Regions from separate parts of the Zea mays genome. Here region 2 is linked to region 1. A link is a contact called in public Hi-C data. All regions are on one chromosome and are shown on one strand. Each heading gives the region's core, a stretch centred on a gene start, on an enhancer-like site or on the middle of the called end of the contact. The rest is flanking DNA. Distances are from core to core; before and after follow the strand shown.

Region 1 (7,542 bases), core at 3,118-5,617:
CGGCTCTTGAGCTTAATAATTGAAGCAGACTACCATTTCAGTTCTCAGTATGTTCTGAATATTATTTTTGGGCAAAAGGAGTCATCCCTGAATACAACCCTCCAACTCTGAAATTTTCCATTTTCACATATAGAACTGATCATGGGATCTATGGATTTACCTATCCTTGTTTTGCTCAAACAACGGCTCGCGCAAGAGCAAGGGGCTGTGTGGTTTTTCTAAACTCACTCAACAAACTAGGATTCACCTAGAGCAAGCGCTAATGCGGTCTAACTAACCTAAGCACTTCGCAAAGCACCTACGCTAATCACTAAGTGATTCTATTAAGCACTTGGGTGTATGAGCTCTTGAAAATATCTAATATATGTCTTGGTATGTTGCTTGGGCTCCCACACCTTGAAATGGCCAGTTGGGGTGTATTTATAGCCCCAACACAAAACTAGCCGTTGGAGAAAAGTTGTTGCTCTCTGCGGCACATCGGACAGTCCGGTGACCCTGTCCGGTGCGCCTAGCCGTTGGATCTGACACCGCAGGTGACCGTTGACGCACAGGCTTTTTATACCGGACAGTCCAGTGGTCTTCTCTCCACAGTGCCACCTAGAACTAGCCGTTGGGCTACTGTTCTTGGGTGCACCGGACAGTCCGGCGTGCCATCGGACAGTCCGGTGCTCCTCGCACGGACAGTTCGCCTGACAACACTTCCTTCGTTTTTTGGACTTCACTTGATCTTCACAATGTCTTCTTTTGAGGTGTTGCTTTCCTCAATGCCTTGGTCCAAGTAACTTTAGCATCATATGAACTATAAACACAAACACTAGCAAACACATTAGTCCAGAGCTTATGTTGATCATCAAACACCAAAATCTATTGAGCCAAATGACCCGGGGTCCATTTTCCTTATAAGTATTACTGCGAAGCATTATGTCTGTAGTCCTAAAAATGCAATTGTCTCCTCTAAGAGTTAGTTTAGAAACTCAAATATCCTCTAATCCCAGAAAAGATTTAACTTTTTTTGTCTGTCTAAGAGAGGAGAGGACCCCCACCTGATTATTCCATTAACCATTCGCCATGGAGCAGAAAGGAAGTTATAGATAAATTACATGGCTCGGGGAGCAGGAGGAGAGCGGCGCGGAGGGGTTACATGGGTCGCGGAACAAACAGTCGGATTATACGCTAAAAATAGTGCACCACGCCTCCATCAGGTGGCGGCTGTGAGGGTGTAGGCGCTGCAGCCACAATTGGAAGATTTATAGGGTGTTTGGTTTGAGGAATAAGCTAGTCCATCATCTTCTCACTCCTCACTATTTTTTGTTTGGTTTGTAGAATAGAATGAGTTGATCCATCACCACATCATTCCTCATAGTTAGTTAGTACTAATATAAGGAATGTGGTCATCGCACCAAATTTGAGTAATGAACCCATGATGCACCATCTTAATTTGGATGTAGTGATTCCTTAAACCAAACACCACCTTAATTTTTAAAACTAGCCCTAAAGGAAAAGAGTATGAAAACCCTAATAGCCGCAAATGGGAAGCTCAGAATAGTTTACAAATGGATTGGATGCTGCTCTCGGGAATTTTCAAAATAGGATGACAAAAGGAATCAGTGGTGCACACCAATTCACCAAACAAGCCCCAGGCAGGCTCAGCCGCCCATGTTTTGTCTTGAGCTTCCTTTCCTGGTTACTTCTTGTCATCGCTACTCCTAGGACAAGAAAGTAAACGAATTGATAAACGGGTTGATCGGTTCGATTGATGGTGTGTGCAATCGGTCGTACCCTTCGGGTATATTGGAGAGAGGTCTGGACTCGTTGCTAAGGGTTCTCCAACAGAATCCGCGAGTTTAGATAGATAAATATGTACGGAAAAGAGGTTAATTACGCCTGATCTAATCTAATCACGGACCGTCCACGTCTATAGACGAACCGTCCGCAGGTTGGACCGTCCGGCCGTGTTCAGTACCACAAATGGTGCTCAACAACCACAAATGGGAAAGTTCAGAATAGTACTCTCAGAATAGTTCACAAAAAATGGACTGACTGCAGCTAGGGAAGTTTCAAAATAGGATGACAAAAGAAAAGGAATCAGTGGTGGTGAACACCAAACAAGCCCCAAGACAGGCCTGCTCAGCCGCTCTGGTTCTGAAGAGGTTGCTTCTTGTCATCGCTGGGCAGATCAAGTCCGGCTGGGATTTTCATTTTGCCAGGGTAGTTGTTGTAACTGGGGCCATCTGAACCAAGCATACTGCATGCATAATCACTGTGACTGTGAGCACTCTTACAAGATGCATTTCTTTTTAGTGATTCTAAGTTGGAGCCAAAACTAAAGGGTGCGTGTGCAGGTGCAGTACTGACCTCCTGTCAACCAGTACCAAGGACCGGAGCTCGCAGTTTGCAAAGCTGAATCAAATTAAACAACCAAGCCAAAGTCAGCAACACAAAACGTATATATGCCCCTGATGTGCATGAGTTCGACAATGGTAATTCATTAAATGACAAATAAAAAAGACACTTACTACTTGCTCACTTCTTGTGCTACTGTTGGATGGCACTCTTTGCTGTACATGCGCAAGGTATGGCTTAATAAACCGCTATGGGTGACGATGGCTATCTCTCTCTCTTCTCTTGTCCATAGCCTGCGCAAAAGTCATCTGCATGTGTTCAGTTCCAGATCCTAGAGCAAGATGTTGATCATGCGTTTGTTCGTAATTCCAAATTAACCAGAAGTTGTTTCGTAATGACATAGGCAAAGAAAAGAAATGAACTGATACTTAGAGGGGGAAAACAGACAAATTACCAGTCAATGAACTTCATACCCCTTTCTGCGAGTGACTCAAAGGTTTCTCTGACATCTGGTACCCAGAGAACATCTTCGTCACTCTCTATCTGTAAAACAAAGTGAGTGCATATGTATAGTTAACCACTAGTAGAAGCTCGGAAACGGCAGCCCATGGAGCATGAAGTATATGAGAGAGAGATGCTTACCAGCGAAAAATCAATGGCAGGGAAGAGAGCACGGTACTCTGTGATGCTCCTCCTCTTGTCACAAGGATGGACACCCTGCATTGAAGCGCGCGGTAATGGTGATCAAACCAAAAAAAAGACCTTACAAGTGTGTTCTTCAGCAAAAAATGGAAAAAAAAGGAAGTACTCGTACGTACCAAGCGCTCCCTGCAGGCCTCAACAGCAAGAAATGGTGGGCAGTTCAAACTTGAAACTGCCGGACGTCCAGCATTCTCCACCATCAGTGGAGGCACACTCACACCATTACTGCAGCTTTCGCCACCAAAAACTCCCACTGCAGTCTGCATGGTCCTTTAGAACATAGCGAAATATAGGGAGGGCCTTTTAGTTCATACGACAGCTGCAATAATGCACTCTCAATCAAAGAAGAGGGTGGTGGGTCCATCTCTGTTGTCTTGGATGCTCTAGTTCTGACAATAACGTACTCAAAGCATATCCTAGTAGCTGATATTTTGTCCCTTTTCTTCTAAGAAGGAATAAATTAAAATTAAAAAAAAACACACACACACACAACTGCAGCAGTGAAGAACACCACCGCATCTGTGAAGCATTGCAAGGACGCAGAAAAGGTCATGCAAGACTGTACCTCGACAAAGGAGAACAAATAACCAGCTCAATCTTTTCTGCAAGCCCAGATTCCTTCACATGCTCTCGCAGGAGGTCAACCTGTATTTTTCATTATTTTAATAAGTAGATCTCTCTCCAACGAAACATGGAAGCAGAGAAAAGAATCATATAGAGCCATCGAAGCTGATATTTTAATTTGGTCAAAACTAATTATATGCAGGACCAAGGAAATGAAAGGGTAGCTAGCTTTACCTGGTTCCAGCCCAAGGGAGTGATGCTCGCGTCGAAGAAGTCGGGTTTCATGTAGGCGCTGTGATCCGTGTCGCCTTCCACGTTGTGGACACCTTGGGCATGCCTCACCTGCGTAATGTGATGGTGATGTTCATGTACATGCGAAAATAAGCAGCAAGTGGGTAGCAGTATATATGCTAAAAAATTGTTGTGTGTGTGTGAGAGAGAGAGGATGCATATGCATGCGAAGAGGAGCAAATCAGGCAGGCAGGGTAAGATGTAGGAACCAGGTGTATGGTTTTGCATCGGTGCAGAGGGTAGATGGCAGTGGCAGCAGCGGCGGCGCCGGCCTCCATTATCTCTGAGAAGAAATCAAAACATCAGGTGTAAGTGGGTAGCAGTATAGGATTGGAGAAGAGGATTGAGTCACCGACGCACGGTATTAGCAGCGGCGGCGGCGGGGAGATCGATGAGGGAGGCGTGATGGCTGACGCTGCCTCAGAGATTGATGGGGCTGACCGGTGGTAGGTGGCCGGCCGGGGATCGGATCGGAATGGGCGGCCGGAAGGTGTGAGGCGAAGGTGATGATAAATGATAACCAGCCGCCGCAACTCCACTTGGGAATCTGCATGGATGCATTGATGCCTGTACAAAAAAAAAAGTCTTTTTTTTCTTGGCTGCCGACCGTGCCACACCGGTACGGCCCGATGCTTCAGGTTAACTTTTTTTAGTTAACACGACACTGAATAATTTTGGGTTAAACCATATCGTGTCCAAATATTAAAAGCTAGATTCAACTCGGCTTTAAAGCATGACAGGTAATGCTCATGCCGTGTCGCTACAAGCAAGACACGAGTAAAAAACTTATATGTATCTAAAAATACATCTTTAAATATTTCTAATTTTGTTATACATTAAAAAATCATACGAGAAAAAGAACCTTTAAAAATAAATTGATATAACTAGACACGTGACTCAAAACTATTACGATAAATATAAGTATCAATGTTTTATATAACTTTTATGATGAGATCAACATTGTTGGAGCAGTAAATAACCATTTAAACATTAGTTTTCACTTCGTGTCGTGCTGATCTAAGCACGGCTCATCTAATCGTGTCGTGCTATGTCCCTCGTCGTGTCTAAGTTTGAGGCACAATACGACATGGTTATTCAGGTCGCGCCGGTTCAATCCGTTTTCGTGTCGGATCCTGCTTCGGGCTTTTATTTTCAGGTCGTGTCTATGCAACTTTAAGTGGTCTGGCCCAAACTTTGAGATCTATTCTAAAACTACATGTCTAAGGTTTTTAATGGGAAATAGGAATCCTAGGTTTTTACTGTATGAAATATGAATCCTTGACATTCTATTTTTTAGAGGGTGTTTGATTTCCGTTTTATGTGTGTCACATCGAATATTTAGATATCAATTATGAATATTTAATATAGACATAATAAACTTTTCTCACAAATTAGTATTCATCTATGTAATTAATTTTTATAATTAGACTATATACTTAATACTCATAATTGTCGTTTAAATATTCAATGTGACAAAGACTAAAGTTTAATTTGGTAGAACCAAGCACCCTTTTATAACATAGCAACTTTAGATTTATCAGAATTATTAGGGCATTTATAACCGACATAAATTATTCATATTTTAAGGAGTATTTAAAGACATACGTGCAAAAAGACACAAGAAACATATTTTGATGGAGGAACGTCTCTGGCATCATTCTCTAGTCTAAGATACACTTCCACCCATAGATATGTCTTGAGGGTTTAGTGAATAAAATACAATATTTGAATATACTGGATTATATGAACGAGTTTCTCAGGTATATCTAGTGCTTAAAAAACACTACATAATAGCTAGATTGTACATGTCCTTATGGTTAAAATTACCCCTCTCTCTCTCTTTTGTTTTTGATAGGTTCTATGTGTCATTGTGTCATCTGCTGCACGAGGGAGGCCACCAAAAGCTGATGCAGACTCTCAAACATCTAGTTTTTCAGCTAAGTCATTACGATAGTAAAAAAACCGTCACTTTCTATATCCTAAACCCTATAAAATCTTTTATCTGCCTCCACACGTAATCTTTATGATTCTTAAATTCTCTTCACAGCTAAATTCTCTTCATAGTTAAATTCTTAGAAAAGTTGCTAAGGAAAAAACTGAACCAGACCCAATATTTAACGGCGGCACGGCACCGCCGCAACTCAAGGGAAGGACGATGGAGAAAAGCAGGGGCGTGATGTTCAAACACGGCACGGCACCCAACCAAGACGCACGTGGTCCGATTTTTTTGTATTTTAGCCCTTTATCAGGTTTAAAATCACGTTTAGACTTAAAAAAATTTTAAACTCAATTTTGGACCCTTAGCTTGGCGCCATAGCCTATGGCGCCGAGCTAACACAGCTCGGCGCCACAGCCTATGGCGCCGAGCTATGACGTGGCAGCAACGGCTACTTGCGCCTAGGGCTGACCTGACTCCGATGTGGCGGCGGCGCGGCCTCGTAGCTCGGCGCCACAGATCTTGGCGCCGAGCTACGAATTCCTATAAAAACGCCCGCGCGGCTGGCCGAGAGCAGCTCATTTCATCCCATTTCCAAACTTCGTCAAAATCTGCTGGATTCAAAGATTTGAGTTGGTTCACTTCGTAGACCAAGGTATGATGTCCAATTGATTCGTTTTGTATATTGGGTTGTTAGTTTAATAATTTGTATACACCTATTATATTATCGTTTCGATTATTAGTTTGTGTAAACTTATTATAAAGCATAATAGGTACAAGTGATAATTATAATCGTTTATTAGATGAAAGACATGTACCGAGAGGCGTTGTGGCAGAAGAGAGGTCGTCCTCGGGAGTTATATCCGGACGTATCTAGTAAGGATGCTCTTGTTCCTCCTGAACTCCCCGTGCCTAACTGTGACTGTGGCAGACTGGCTTGGGTACATCAATCACAACATCCAGACACGGCTGCTCGCTGCTACTACTTTGTGGCAGTTTGGACGTACGTAGCTTATGACTTGTCACTTAATTTTGTTCGCATTCATTATTTTGTAGATATGTAACAGTGCTTCTTTCCATTATTTTAGGGACATCAGAGGTGTTTCTTTTTCCAGTGGATCGACGGTCCTGATAAATTTGACCCTCGATATCTTCTTTTCGTTAATTGGTTGAGTGGAAAGACCAGTCATGAGCGTTTTAAGCGTTGGGTACCTCCTCCCCCGAATCCTCCACCAATGACGGATGCGGAGAAGGAGGTAGCAACAGAAAGACGGATGGACTCACCGCCTCGATGCGATTGTGGAGACCGTGCTGTCATCGACGAAGACTATGACAAGCAGTTCTGTTGTCCGAACATTGATTATGTGAGCCCATTGATACGCTAAATGTATGAACTAGTTTTTATTTACAATAAATTACTAATTTTGTCTCCTGCAGCCATACGGGTGGCGTAAGTGTCGTTTCAGAGAGTGGTTGTATGGTCCTTTGTCCCATTGGCCAGAGCCAGAGGTAAAGGAAAAGAGATACAACGGGTGGGCGGAAGAAGAGGTCAAATTTGATCTAGTACTCTGCAAATGTGGTATTCAAGCTAAGTATGGATTAGTTCCTTCGGAGCTTGGTGTTGGATATTTTTGTGGACATATGGTCGATTACGATGAGGTTGGTATTTTTTTGCACTAGCTGTAATGTTATAGTACTATTTTTTT
Region 2 (7,542 bases), core at 3,200-5,699, 150 kb after region 1:
AGCGGGCGTCGTCGTCGTCGCGGCGGCTGCACGACCTGTTCGTGGCGACGCGCGCCGTGGCGGAGTCGCGGCGGCTGGCGGAGCTGCAGGACCTGGGGACTGCGATCCACCTGCTGTCGTCGGCGCGGGCGCTGGTACTGCAGTCGCCACCGACGCAGCAGCAGCAGGAGCTGGTGGGCAGCCTGGACACGGAGCTGAGCGACATGCGGTGGCGGCGCGCCAACAGCCAGCATCAGGAGGTAGTGACGCCGACGTCGAGGAGCGGCAGGAGGAGGGGAGACGGGGACACGACGACGCCCGTGGGGACCCCGCGCGGGGAGGTGCTGACGCCGACGTCGGCGTGGCGCGCGGCGGAGCAGCTGGCCAAGGTGGCCATCATGCGTAAGTCCATGAACCGGGTCAGCGACCTGCACGGCTTCGAGAACGCGCGCTTCTGAGGCGTCAGACGACCTCGTGTCTGTCTGTAATTGAGTCGTATTGTGTTTATGCCATTTTTTTTCGTTTTCGTGTTGGCTAGTGAAACGATATGAGTACCCCAACAGGAGAAGAGGCCGCGAACGGTGGCTAGTAGAAGATGGGAAGATGAACAGAAGCAGCCGGAGCTGCTGCTGATGTTATATGTGGATTAGTAGTATCAATTAATTATGAGGACGATTAATGAACCCAGATAGGATGAAGAAGATAATTGGTGTTATATTAGCTGCTGTTGTGCTTCATGATTCATTCATTCATCCATCACTTGTCATGCTCCTCTGATTCCGATTCCGGGGCAGACCAGCCGTCTCCGTCATGCTTGGTAACTAACAGCTGCTGCTTCATCTCTTTACCTTGCTGCTCTAGTGCATAGTCTACATCAAGCTATATAGTCTCAGCTTACAACCACATCAAATTTTTTTTAATTTCAGAAATCTACACAATCCACAAGCCACAAAAGGGTCTGATGATGCCTGCAGGCGCTTAGTGATCATTCATTGCATGCGATCGGCAGCTAGCAGTTGGCCTATACTCCCGGGCGGATCCAGTCAAAAAGCACACAGCAAGCGCCTCCTCTTCACATGACATGACCGCAAAACGTGCAAACGCAAACACAACCTTTTGACCAGCTTAATTCAATTTTCACATATACGTGGTCGTGGTGTGTGTGTATCCCTACTGTAGGCTGGATCGATCCTGGGCAAAACTGTGGCGTATGTGAATTACTGACAACCAGAGATGTGTGTCTCCCTTCTCTCTTTTTCTTTTCCTTTTTCTTTTTTACAGGCTGATGATGCTGGTTACGATGTAACCTGATCAAATTTTCCTTTGACTGCATCCCAGTAATATAATCTAACTACCAGTAGCACTATTTGTACAAGAGGTTGCAGGCAGGGAGGTCATGGATGCCATTGAGATCCTCCAGGGAGAGCTCCCTCTCGAGCTGCTGCCTTGTGGCCTCCAGCACCTCCTGCATGTGCAATGCAATCGTTCCATCCGTTTTAGTTTAATTTACTCAAAACAAAAAAGGACAAGCTTCATCAGCTTATTACTTTGAACTGCATGTACGAGGCTCGCATTGCTAGCCACTGGGCGTCCATCATCTCGAACGCTATGCAGTACAGCACGTCGAATGCATCCTCGTGTTCTGACAAACCATAGAAAATTGAACATTCATCAATCCCTCCGTTGTGGCAACCAACACATTGAACTCTCAATCAGGTAATGGATGGAGAAATTACAAACCACTCTGTCCTATCCTACCTGTCAACACTTTGATGAAGTTAATCCCTGGCAAAGACTTCGGGCGCACTGAAACCAAAAACAAAAAAAAGGCAAAAGGCAAGCAATTTGAGCACAGTCAGCAACATCTTCCTCTCTTTCAGGTATCGCAGATCATTATCTGAACCAACAAGCAAATTAAACCAGCACAGCTACTAGCTACCAGCAGTTAATGGAACCAGCAATCACTCATTCAGCTGTTGCTTTCAAAGAGATAGTACATGCACAATCATACAAAACAAAGATGAAATAAACAAGCCTTTCTTTCTTTCTTTCTTTTTCTGTTTGAAACCACATGACGGTTCTGGCGCAAATTGGCTTGTTCTGTGTGCTGGTATATGGATGATGATCAGGCAGGGCAATCATGGGTGGCAGCACAAGGCAGGCATACATGCAACGGGACGAGACGGTTGCGCATCGGTTAGCAGTTATCAGCAACCAGCTGTGTCCACCATGTGCCTATTATAATATAATGCATGCTCATCGTCCAACAGTCGTGATCAAATCCAAAGATTCCACATCTTGAGAAAGAAAACAAAACCTGATACTATACTTGCAATGTGACCTGCACAATGATGCACATGGTGGGCTTAGATGTACGTACGTACTCTGATTACTACTTTTATTAGTCCTTTGACCAAAACAAATCTGATGATGCAATGCACGTAGTCGAGTCGATACATGTGAATTCTTATCAGATGCCATGCCCGGCCACAATATATATATATATATATATATATATATATATATATATATATATATATATATATATATATATATATATATATATATATATATATATATATATATATATATATATATATATATATAAAATACCTGAGTTGAGCTCCAGCAGTTGAATCAACATGTATGAGATATTTACACCCGCGACCGCAAAGGGGTACTCCCATGTAGTTCGCATTCCTTGCTGCTTCAGCATCAGCCTCTTGAAAGAAGCCTGCTTAATTGTTGGACCAACCACACAAGCAACCATCAGAACTATGTGCATAGACACTTTGCTCACTTGGTAAGGAGGGAGGAGTTCATTCGTGTTTTTATATACAGGACCCAAAGGACCTACCGGGTATGTTCTTGCAAAAAACAAAAGGTTCTCGAGCGAAACAAACCCACAGCCCCTGCAATCAAAGTAAGATGATATTGTTAAGGCTCTTCATCAGATCTAGGGTAATGCATGCATGTTTGTTGCACGAAACCAGCACCTGATTGCGGGCCTCTAAGAAGAAAGAGACAAAGAGCATTGTAAACTTTTTCCCAGGAAAAAAAAAACTTAAAAGGAACAGTGTGAAACATATTCTCGGCAACCAAAGATAGGGCATAGAGAAGCAAAAAAAAAACTTGAATTAACCTGAAATCAGTTGCTGGGTTCACGCCCTGCCACCCCATGTCTTTCCACTGTTCTGAAACTAAGCTAGTGAGCTCTGTATCGGGAAAGGATGCATTCCATAGAGCCCTAAGCGATTCCTAAATCCAAAGCACACAATATAATAAAATTCATGAAAGTCAATAAGGTATATAACTAACCGAGCAAAACAAAGAGCAAGCTAGTTGCAGTCTGAAACCTATTTTTGTGCTAAGTGTTGCGGAATACCAAATTTGTTTTTAGATTACTCCAGAAAGTAAGTTGAAGACTCTATCTACATCATATATAGGGACACACGGATTGAAATCCCTATCTATAAGTTTTCGTGAAGCTAATTGAGTCGAGAGTTTCCTCACTTGATGATCTGTCCGAGTTTCGTCATATGGCACATTTAGCCTTTCCTTCAGACTTTGCAGCCTCTGTTCCTGAATGAATATTTAAGACCAGGGTTATTTCGGGCGCAGGAAGAAACGAAGTTAAGCTTGCATGGTCCATGCCATTGTGTTTATTCTATTTCATTTATTGTTTCCCTACAACCAAGAGACGGCACAGAATCATTCATGTATTTTGCCTAATAAACACATCATGATAATGACGGCAGTGCATCTGTACCTGTAGAGGGGTTAGATCAAGCACTATCTTCTCTGCACTGACTTGTCGCCTTTTGCCCGAGCCGCTGAAAAGACCTGCAAACCATGCCCGATTTCCAACCATAGTAGCATCAACTGCAATGAGGTCATTATAAAACTCTCGATTCAATATTCCTCAACATGAAAAATGGATCTTATTCTCTATGCAACCTTGTTCAGAAACATATATAGACATTCAATATTCCTGAACATGAAATGGACCTTTTTCTCTATGCAACCTTGTTGAGAAACATAGAGCGATTATAGAGTCGACAACAAATGTACAAAAGAAAAGAATGGTACTCCGTCCTACCTGTTGTTGACGTTGAAGTTGAGACGGTAACGGAATGCCCATCAAATTAGAAGAGGTGCCCTTTCTTTCTTTACCAATAATAATGTGAGTAATTATAACAGAAATCAATGAACGCGAGGGGAGGGTGGCGCGTCAGGAGCTAATGCAGTAAGCAGGAAAGCATGATCCTCCATGAACCACACACATGCGGCGGACCCCGGTGCCCCCTCGCTGTCTGTTGCTTGTTGCTTTGGATCTGGAGGAGGCATACGCGCGCGCTCCCTTGGGTTGGGGGATTCGACGGGATTCTCCTGCTGGTGCTGGATGATCGACGGAGGAAGGAAGTTAAAGAATTGGCCTCCGTCGACCGCCCAGCCCTGCCCCTGCCGGACCGTCGCATCCTATGCCAGCTCAAGGCGGCCTGCTATGTCTCCCCCTCTCTCTTTCTCTTCCTCTTCCTCTTCCCCACCGCGCATGCCGCCCAACCATCCACCCACACCCTTTCGTTTTTGCAACAACATTAGAATCACAAGGCCCAGCTCAATGCAACCATATATGCCGGCCATGGGCTTCGTAGCCAACACTAGCCCTTTAAAGATTATTGTTGTTGTTATTGTTCGTTACCATTCGATTTCCCTTCATGAATTACAGACCGGTTTCTTTTAAATCTCTTAACTTTTGTGTTTTTAATCTTAAGTAGTTTTATTAATGGTTTTACTAATACAACTCAACGCCAATGGACACAAATCAGACTAGGTTAAAAGTTTAGGGAGATAAATTTGTCTACAAATATTTTTCCACAATTAATATTTAATATTTTAAAAATCTATTTACAAATTCATTCGAACATTTTTATAGGTAAAAAACAATACAATTAAAATCCTAAAAACTGACATCTTAAAAAAGTTATAGAACTGTGTTACTTAAAAATATAAAAAAGTTTAATATTTTTTTTTAAGATCAAGCACTATCTTATAGTTCCTTGTATTTAGTTTTAGATACACTTATTTTAGTGTTTATTTGCCGGCACAATATCTTATTATCTATTATAAATTTATAATTAATCTATATGTCGATCGTACGGAGTACGTAGAAGCGTTCTTAGTCTTGGATAAAATTTCACCCTAGTTATAGTTATACTAGGTGGATGCTCGTGCGTTGCTACGGAGTCAACATGTAATGATAAGATACATTGAGATGTAGAAGCACTATAATAAAACATATTGATAAAATATATTGTTGGAACTTAGGAACTCAATGGTATATGGGGTTCACTTGATGACATAAATTTTTAGCCATAATCATCTCATGTTGTTAATGATCAGTAACGTGAGCAATAGGATATGTATTAAAGGTAAAAAAATGTTTCTATCAAGGCATACCCATCCTATATAATTATAGCTGTCAAAAAAGGAGTACAATTTAATCTCATTAGTCATATGACTGAAAAACAAGAGGCAGACTAATATTTTATTGTGTAGATTCAAAAAATGTGTAAACAAATGCCTATGTAATCCCAAGCATAGGAAGAACCATTCCTTGAGGGGCAGCAACAAGGGGAACTAAATTCTGGGTCTGAGCAGTTGTGAAAATACAATATTGAGAACTTCGGGGGTGCGACGGGAGGTTGAGAGCTCAAAGCTATCACTTCAATTCGGGCCCAAATGCAAGGAAACACTAGAACCCACCACAATATTTGGGGACACTATCTCCAACACAAAGATTTTTGGAGGGGATGCAAGAAGGGGTATCCGGGGAAGTCCTTGCTATAATGGATCCTAAGTAGTTGAGGCAGAGTGACAAAAGTGGATGGAAGAGGTGTGGAAGAGGAGCGGACCTCGCCATCGCAGATGAACTCGCACCACTCGCCGGAATCCACCGCTTGGGCTCTGGTCCGCAGCTGCACAGTTGGAGGAAGGTTTTCGGGAAAGTCCTCCGGCTCTGGGAAGGTTTACTCTCAGCAAAGTGCAGGAGGTGAGTAGAGTGGGAGAAGGCGGGAGGGGAACCGAGACGTGCATCCATTTATCTTCATCTTGCATGCTGAACCGAGAGAAGTGGAAGTCATGGTTGTGGGGAGAGAGCTTGCGAAGTGTAGTTGAGTGGTTGCGGCGCGAGGTTCCGTGGAGATGGAGGTTGCCACCACGGAGAGGAAGTCTTGCGGTTACCTGTAGAAGACGGAGCTCTGCGGATTGTGCTATGGGCTACCGAGCAAGGAGAAGTGGGCCTGGGTGGTCTGCAAGGTATGTGCCGAACCGAGTAGAGATGAAGCAGATGTAGCGGTAGACACAAACACACTATGGTGTAGCGTTAGCTGCTACTCGCTTTTGCCTAAGGGGTGCGGAATCGAATTCCCTCGCAACCTGCTTTTTTAGTTTTTGGCTGGGCGTGGGACGTCTGCGCGGGAGGCAGAATGGAGAGGTAGCCTACCCCTTAGGTTCTTCATAGTAGTATAGCTCTGGCCTTGACAAACAAACATTGTGGTCAGAATCATCTGTTATGGATTCCTGAAAAAAGAATCATCTGTTGTGAACAAATTATGATATAGTGATGCTTGGCATCTTCACAAGAAGGTCGAAAACAAGTCAAGGACCTAAACCAGGATAGCATATTAATATTGAACCAAATGTGAAATCTAATTACATCATCATACTTTCAATAACCAATCAAACTATAAAATTGGAGGAATCTTGGTGTGTACATTATACACATGACACATACAGGTAGTTTTATCCCAAAAAAAATGAAAAGACAACATTTGCAGCTACCTCCGGTTGGGCTCAGGAAATGTCTCGGATATAGCTGAACACAACATTTATCCTAGCATCCTTAGTCTCTAGGCCTAAGCAAGTCAAACAAGGTACGATCAGTAAACCACAGAGTAAGCATTGAAAGAAAATGAATGCATGAATAATCCTGGGTTCTTGGATACATACATAATAATCATCTGAATTATTAAGATGCAACACCACTACTAAAGTTTTACTCAAACAAATTTCATAAGCCTTAGATGAACCCAACATGATCCACCAACAAAGATAAATTATTATGTGCAAATTCTGCTAGTTATATTTGGCTAGCGACCGGATACCCAAGTCTTACAAATATGTGTGAAGCTGGACGACCACACCTGTGTTGGATTCCAAACGACATCCGGTGTGTACCAAACAAATTTGATGCTTCCATCAGCCACACCCAAGTTGGACTCTGAAGAGATCTGCCTTATGATCTCTATGTTTATACCCAAAAAACACACATAGTGCTCCCTTTATCATTAATTTTTATGAATTACAGGTGTGGTATTTTGTATGAACTACTCCCTGCAGTCACAAGAGCACCGTTTTGACATGAACTTGGCTGCTTATTTCTACTGCAGTATGTTTACAAACCATAGCAAAATATATATTAAGAAGTAATTGATGACTAAATGTTTAACCTTAACAAGCACGAAGTAATTGATGACTAAAGTGTTTTTAGGCTAACCGCAA

Evidence for each region. Hi-C and Micro-C count contacts between places; a contact is called where the count stands out from the background.
Region 2: a contact with region 1 is called in a Hi-C map of ear, with 1.8 times the contacts expected there. The contact joins the promoter of LOC100283240 here to the promoter of LOC100502385 in region 1. A contact is called at or near these places in 3 of 25 Hi-C or Micro-C datasets (ear, leaf and tassel).

What each region holds. Positions count from the first base shown.
Region 1 is chr10:97,671,684-97,679,225 of Zm-B73-REFERENCE-NAM-5.0, forward strand. It overlaps LOC100502385 (Phosphoglycerate mutase-like protein), which reads right to left and starts at 4,368. Exons shown (of 10, transcript NM_001196863.1): 1 at 4,261-4,368; 2 at 4,110-4,183; 3 at 3,844-3,951; 4 at 3,611-3,690; 5 at 3,162-3,315; 6 at 2,986-3,060; 7 at 2,798-2,886; 8 at 2,517-2,636; 9 at 2,356-2,400; 10 at 2,040-2,245. The coding sequence starts at 4,178. The coding sequence ends at 2,128.
Region 2 is chr10:97,819,873-97,827,414 of Zm-B73-REFERENCE-NAM-5.0, forward strand. It overlaps LOC100283240 (ELMO domain-containing protein 2), which reads right to left and starts at 4,450. Exons shown (of 9, transcript NM_001361256.1): 1 at 4,079-4,450; 2 at 3,749-3,861; 3 at 3,493-3,561; 4 at 3,122-3,237; 5 at 2,837-2,891; 6 at 2,593-2,713; 7 at 1,738-1,785; 8 at 1,527-1,621; 9 at 1,258-1,444. The coding sequence starts at 3,850. The coding sequence ends at 1,343. LOC100281465 (protein binding protein) reads left to right here. Exons shown (of 2, transcript NM_001154383.3): 2 at 1-678. The coding sequence ends at 437.